2 separate regions of the Mus musculus genome follow, and region 1 is linked to region 2. The links are chromatin contacts, called in public HiChIP or PLAC-seq maps. All regions are on one chromosome and are shown on one strand. The core of a region is the stretch at or near the end of the contact, and the rest is flanking DNA. Distances in the headings are between cores, read along the strand shown. Region 1 holds the start of Echdc2 (enoyl Coenzyme A hydratase domain containing 2). Region 2 overlaps Scp2 (sterol carrier protein 2, liver).

Region 1 (3,213 bases), core at 26-2,525, 110 kb before region 2:
GTTAAGAGCACTGACTGCTCTTCCAGAGGTCCTGAGTTCATTTCCCAGCAACCACATGGTGGGTCACAACCATCTGTAATAGGATCCGATGCCCTCTTCTGGTGGGTCTGAAAACAAGAGACAGTGTACCGACATACATGAAATAAATAAATAAGCCAGTCGTGGTGGCGTATGCCTTTAATCCTAGCACTTGGACTTGGGAGTCAGAGGCAGGCGAATTTCTGTGTTCGAGGCCAGCCTGGTCTACAGAGTGAGTTCCAGGACAGCCAGGGCTACACAGAGAAACCCTGTCTCAAAATAAATAAATAAATAAATAAATAACTCTTAAAAAAAAAAAAAAGTAAATAAGCGGGACAGTGGTGACACACACCACTAATCCCAGTACTTGGGAGGCAGAGGCAAGTGAATCTCTGAAGTTCAGGGCCAGCCTGGTCTACAGAGTGAACCCCAGGACAGCCAGGGCTGTTACACAGAGAAACCCTGTTTTGTTTTTTGTTTTTGTTTTTGTTTTTGTTTTTGGGGAGGGGGAGACAAATAAAACAGAAGAACAGGAAGAGACAGGAACAATACAATATCCAACATGGGAACGGAGATGGGATGAGGTTACATTGGAGAAGGATCCGCACCCAGCTAACGCACCTGAGGTCCAAACAAACATACCCACGCTTCACAGCGTATTTTTGTACAATAAAAGACCTTGCTGCCGCCGATGGTTGTGAAGTTTCCCTGTGTGTCCGTGGACCCTGTGGACCGTCCCTCCCTCTCTGGTTGTCCCCTCAGGTCCAGCCAGATTTGCTCCGCCGCCACCCCCACCCCCCACCCCCGTCCCCGATCATTGCCAAGGCTCTAGAGGGAAAAGTCCTGGCTAGCACTGTTGTCCTGATCTCCTGGCGCACAGCCCTGCTCCCAGCTCTCCTCTCGGCTCCACACCTCCCCGGGCCTCTAGAGAGTTTGGGGAGCTCCCCTTCTACCCTGGGAGCCCTGAGATCCAATCCTCCTGCTCTCCCGCCTCAGTCTTCCCATGTGTTGGGTCTCAGCACACAACTTTACCTTGGTTGGGACCTGTCAGAGCCTGCACTTGGATTTCGGGTGTCCTGGTCGTCGCGTGAGAGGCGCAGTCCCGGGCCCCCGAGAACCTCCAGGAGCACGGGAGGCGCAGCGCGCGGGGCAGTACGCGTAGCATCGGGGAGCAGGCCGGCAAGGTGGCGCGGAGAACGGGACCTCCTCGGCAGAGCTGGAAAATCGTAGTTCCGGGGCGGGCGAGGCCTCGCCAAGGGCTCCACCTACGGGCGGAGAGAAAGGTGCGGCGGTCCGCGAGCCTGCAGACCCCAAGTTCAGCTCCTTCGTGAAATCTGGGAATGCTGCAGATTTAATCCGAATGCACGGCTAGGAAGGTGGTGTCCAAAACTGAATGTGTTGTGTGCACTTTCTTCACGTGTACCCTCAGATCATGTCATTTCATCAGTCACTGTGGGGTGGTCTGCACCCACTGACAAGGTCTGCTGTCCTAGAGGCTGTAAGATCGCGTCTGGCCCCTCCCAGTTTAACTAAGAACTTTGGCTCACAGTTATGAACTGCCAGTTTCTGTCCTCCACCGGCCACCTAGCCTTCCTTTGCAGAGGAAAGAAGGGCAATCCAGGGTAAATCAACCAAGCATCTGGGGTGAACAGTCAAGATATGGGTGCTTTGTCAGGCCATCTAATAGTAAAACTCAAGCCACTGATTTTCGTATGTGTAGGAGCAGCGGGAGAAGAGTGTCTCCGTCAAACAGAACCACAAACAGCCAGAGATCATTCGTAGCTACGCAGTGATCTGAAGACCACCCTGTGGCAGACAAAACGAAATAACACAGCAAACTATACAATCTATTTTCAAACTGCTAAAAGGAAAAACAAAAAACAAAAAGACCCAAAACCCTGTTTGTCAAGAATCCCACGTTTAGCAAACTGAAGAAGAAGCTGGGTGCTATGACTTTAATCCCAGATCTCGGGCAGATTTCTGTGTTCAAAGCTAGCCTAGTCTACATATTGATTTTTGGGTCAGCCAGGGAGCTCCACTGAGACGCTGTCAGAGAGAGAGAGAGAGAGAGAGGCAGAGAGAGACACAGAGAGAGACACACAGAGAGAGAGAGAGAGACAGAGAGAGAGGACAGAGACAGAGAGAGAGACAGACAGAGAGAGACAGAGACAGAGTCAGAGGAGAGAGAGAATTCTTGCAGACCAGGAATGGCTATGTGAATATCAGACAAGATGACTTTGTCTATCTTTATGTTGTGTGAAGGGTTTGCCTGTGTACCACTTGTGTGCCTGGTTTCCAGTGACAGAGAGAGGGCAGACAGTCTTTGCTTTTTTAACTGGAAAGACAGGCAGATTGCTGTGACTTAAAGGCAGCCAGGGTTATTTAATCAGACCCTGACTCAATTTTTTAAAGTCTTTTAATCTAAAAAAATTATTTGTATTTTTTGTGCATGAGTGCTTTGCCTATGTGTGCATGTGTACCACAAGTTAGCCTGGAGCCCACAGAGCCATAGAGGTGTCATCTGAAACTGGAGTTACAGACATTTGTGAGCCATCACGTGGGAGCTGGATATCGATTAAGGGTACGTGCAAGAGTTACAAGCTCTAGACCCAATTCACATTCAAATTCGATGAGTTTGTTTCTAGTGCTAGTCAGAAGGACTGGCAGTTCTTAGTGCCAACAATGTGTGCCTTGCAGAAGTGGAGGTTAGGGAGGTTCTAAGGGCAGACATCAGAAAAGTATGCATTACAAAGATCCCTGGACCTCAGAGCTGCATGGGAAAATCCTTCCTTCCTGATACATAGTAACAAAAGGCATTTCACCCCTCTCCCACAATGCTAAGCAGACTTTACAGAAGCAAAGGCAGTTTGTTAATGCCTCACAGTCCATTATCCTGTTCTTTCCGTTTGGTTTGGCTTTTCAAGACAGGGTTTCTCTGTGTCGCCCTGGCTGTCCTGACTTTCACTCTGTAGATCAGTGGCCTTGAACCTGGAGATCCTCCTCTGCCTCCCAAGGGTAGGTTTTAAGGGCGTGGGCCACCACCTTATGACTCCACTTTCTTTTTCTTATCACACCTGAAGGTCACTGGAATCTCTAAGGCATTCCAGAGCAAAAGGTAAACAGTCCTTAAGGGATGCCTGGCTCTGTATCAGTCTCTTTAGTCATCACGGGACCTATGTAAGTTAACTCATGATG
Region 2 (2,965 bases), core at 221-2,720:
GGTTTTCTTACCAGTAAACAGCCTTATTCATAGAATATATGTGGGGCTTGAGAGAGTTTCCTTTTGGTAGCCCGAGGTCACACTGTAGAGCATGGCTGATGACCTTGGGAGACCTGGCTGTTCACTACCTCCCCGATCTCTCATCCAGTCCTTCCTTGAACTCATTCCCTAGCTTTTCTCTGATCTCTCCCAGACTTGTTCTTGCCGAGGTCCTTAGTAATTGCCACTTCGCTAGACGCAGTGGTTAATTCCAGCCTCCATATCGCATGTGCAGGGTTTTTTATTGACTGGCTGCACATTTGGGCTTGTCTTGGTAAGTCCTTCATCTCCTCAGTTCTAGGCATTGGGGTGTTGCAAGGCTTAGCTCTGGTTCTTTCACTCCCCGGGGATCTCATGTATCCTCGAGTCTTAAAAACAGTTTGCTGATGACTCCCAGGTTTTTGTGTTCTGTACGGGCCCACCACTGGATTCTCAAGTGGCTGCATAGCTGTTTAGCTGACACGTATATGAGGACACCTGTCTTTCTACCTCTATAACAAAAATATCGCAGAGTGGGGAAATTAGAGACATGCTAAGTTTAGTTGGTTCCCAGTCTCAGAGGCTAGGACCCCACCAGAGGCCGCATCTGGGGTGAGAGCTTTGTTACTGTGTTCTGGGGCAGTGGAGGGAAGGAGAAGTGGCCAGACAGGGGGGCAGGATAAGAGCTGAACCCTTCCATTTCTCAGGAGCCTGTGCCTGAGGAAATGGAATCAATCTATTGCTGAGGGCAAAGCCTTTGTGGCCCTTAGCCCCTTTAAAAGGCTTTGCCACTTAATACGGCTATACCAGAAACTAGATTTCAGTTGTGTTAGAGGACGCATTAAACCATGGCAACCTGTAACATATCTTAGAGGTATGTGTGAAACAGAGCTCTGGGCCCCTCTCTCCCCTTAAAGTATGTTTTACCGTGATCTGCCCTCTTCTCAGGAAGTTGTTTTCTTAGTTCCTCAGTCCAAAAAGCTCTGAGGTCATCCTTGGCTCCTTTTTCTCATACTCCATAGTCCATAATCTAACTCACCGTTAAATCCTGGTTTCTACTATGTCCCAGTGGATCTGAGCTTTGGGTCTCTCTCTCCTGTCCTTGTCCCTCAGTTCTTCACACTGCATTCTGATGATTAAAACCAGGCAGATCTGCATCCATCTCTGCTCAAAGCCTGCCTCCTTCCCCAAGTAGTAGAATCAGGGTTTCTATGGAGAAACGTATGATCTGGCCAGCCTGCCCTGCCGTGCTCTCCCTCACTTGCTCACTTGCTTGGCCTCCCTGCTCATTTCAGCACGGGGCGTTCTCATTTGGGAGACCTGTCTGCTCTGTCTGCCTTGGATTGTCTTCACCAGATAGCTTCATCACCTGATCTCCGTCCAGAAGTCTCCTCCTCGGCGAGCCCTTCCCTGACCATGCTGGCTGTTGCTTTCTGCCTGACTCTTCTCTGTAGCACTTATCGCTCTCATTATTTGCTGCTCCCCTCCCCCACACCACCCCACCCCCTATGAGAATGCATTCTATGAAGGCAGAGCTTTTTATCTGTTAGGTCACTGCTGCAGCCCCAGAGCTTCAAGCATCACCTAACACATGTTGGCCCTCAGAAACACGAACAGGGCATAAAGGAAGGAACAATTAGCACCTGCTACAGTGGCCATATTGCGCTGGTGGGTTTCTCTTGCCAGGCAGGGCCTGGTATAGTTTAGAAAGATGAAGGGCTGGGATCAACTTACTAAATAGTTTAATATGCCATGCTAGATGGTCGGAGAGATGGCTCAGAGGTTAAGAGAATTCTTGCAGAGGGATCGATCAGGTTCAATCCCCATACCTTGATGGTAGCTCATAACTGTTCATAACTCCAGTTTCAAGGCAGTAGACAGTCTTATTTTTACCTCTGCAGACAATAAGCACATGTGCACAAACATGTGCAGCCCAAACACTCATACACATAAGGCAATTACTTTATAAACTAAAAAAAAAAATTGTCATGATAAGAACTTTGAAAGGTATTTGATATATTTCAAGTGTTTCTCTGTGTAGCCCTGGCTGTCCTGGACTTCACTCAGTAGACCAGGCTGGCCTCAGATTTACAGAGGACGAGCTGTGTTTTAGAGGATGAACTATGCCTGTGGCTGCATGAGTCAGCTTTCAGTGCTGGGAGGACTATGAAGCAAAGAGCAAAGTTTTGTTCTGGCTCACAGTTTTCAGAAGCAGCTGGCTCCATTGTATCTGGGCATGTCGAGAGGTGAGGAAAAACATCAGGTGGGGGCAGTGTGAGAGAGAAAAGCTGCTCACCTGTGTCAGCCAGGAGCCAGAGCCCGGAGGGGACCAGGAACACATTGTACCCTTCAGTGAATGACTTCCTCCAATCAGGCCCTGCCCCTAGCTCCCATTCAGCTTCAAACTCTTCCTTGAAAAATTCGGTTACGCCAGAGCACCGGGAGCCCTGCCACCTCTCAGTGCCACCAGCTGGGACTGAAGCCTTTTCCGCAGGAGCTGCCAACACTTCACATCTAAGCTGCAATAGGCCCAATGAACTGGAAAGCGTGTGAGCAGGGCAGAGAGAACATGAGCAGTGAGGTGGTGTCATCACGGTCCGAGTGACAGCTTGGATGGCAGAGACCAAAGTGGGTGCTTGAGGGTGGGAGCCAGGAGCATATGACTGAGGGGACCTGGGGGCTGTGCCGAGAAGAGGTGTGATGCTGATGTGGGTTGCGGTACTGACAGGTAATTCAGGAGGTCCTGGAGGGGAGAGCGCCCTCCGGGAGTGTTTCGCTGTAATTGCGCTTAGGTTTAGTGGGAGAGGAGTTGGTGTGGATTCTGGAGCAGTGAGCCACTGCTTTATGGGAACAAAGAGGGACTTTGCCAGGTGAGGCCAGGTGGCTTGCTTTCTCTTCTTTTCTTTTTTTTAAACCAAAAAATTAGGTACAACACTGAGGAGGTATA

What was found. HiChIP or PLAC-seq counts read pairs in DNA pulled down with a chosen protein or histone mark.
Region 1: an H3K27ac HiChIP or PLAC-seq map of trophoblast stem cells shows a contact between it and region 2, with 2.3 times the contacts expected there. The contact joins the promoter of Echdc2 here to the enhancer-like site in region 2. A contact is called at or near these places in 6 of 39 promoter capture datasets (cranial neural crest, embryonic stem cells, frontonasal cranial neural crest and 3 more), 2 of 484 Hi-C or Micro-C datasets (liver and nephron progenitors), 1 of 115 datasets of contacts at active chromatin or transcription factors (trophoblast stem cells) and 3 of 9 other capture datasets (adipose tissue, liver and pancreatic islet).

The regions. Positions count from the first base shown.
Region 1 is chr4:108,163,499-108,166,711 of GRCm38.p6, reverse strand. Echdc2 (enoyl Coenzyme A hydratase domain containing 2) reads right to left here and starts at 1,275. Exons shown (of 10, transcript NM_026728.4): 1 at 1,051-1,275. The coding sequence starts at 1,183.
Region 2 is chr4:108,051,391-108,054,355 of GRCm38.p6, reverse strand. The region is part of intron 14 of Scp2 (sterol carrier protein 2, liver); the gene reads left to right. Among named protein-coding and RNA genes, the nearest start is that of Gm23354, 11 kb to the right of the region's middle. Within about 2 kb of position 1,470, at least 41 of the 459 cell types and tissues checked have an H3K27ac peak or open chromatin away from gene starts, as enhancers often do. A contact at or near this core is called in trophoblast stem cells, where this site is marked.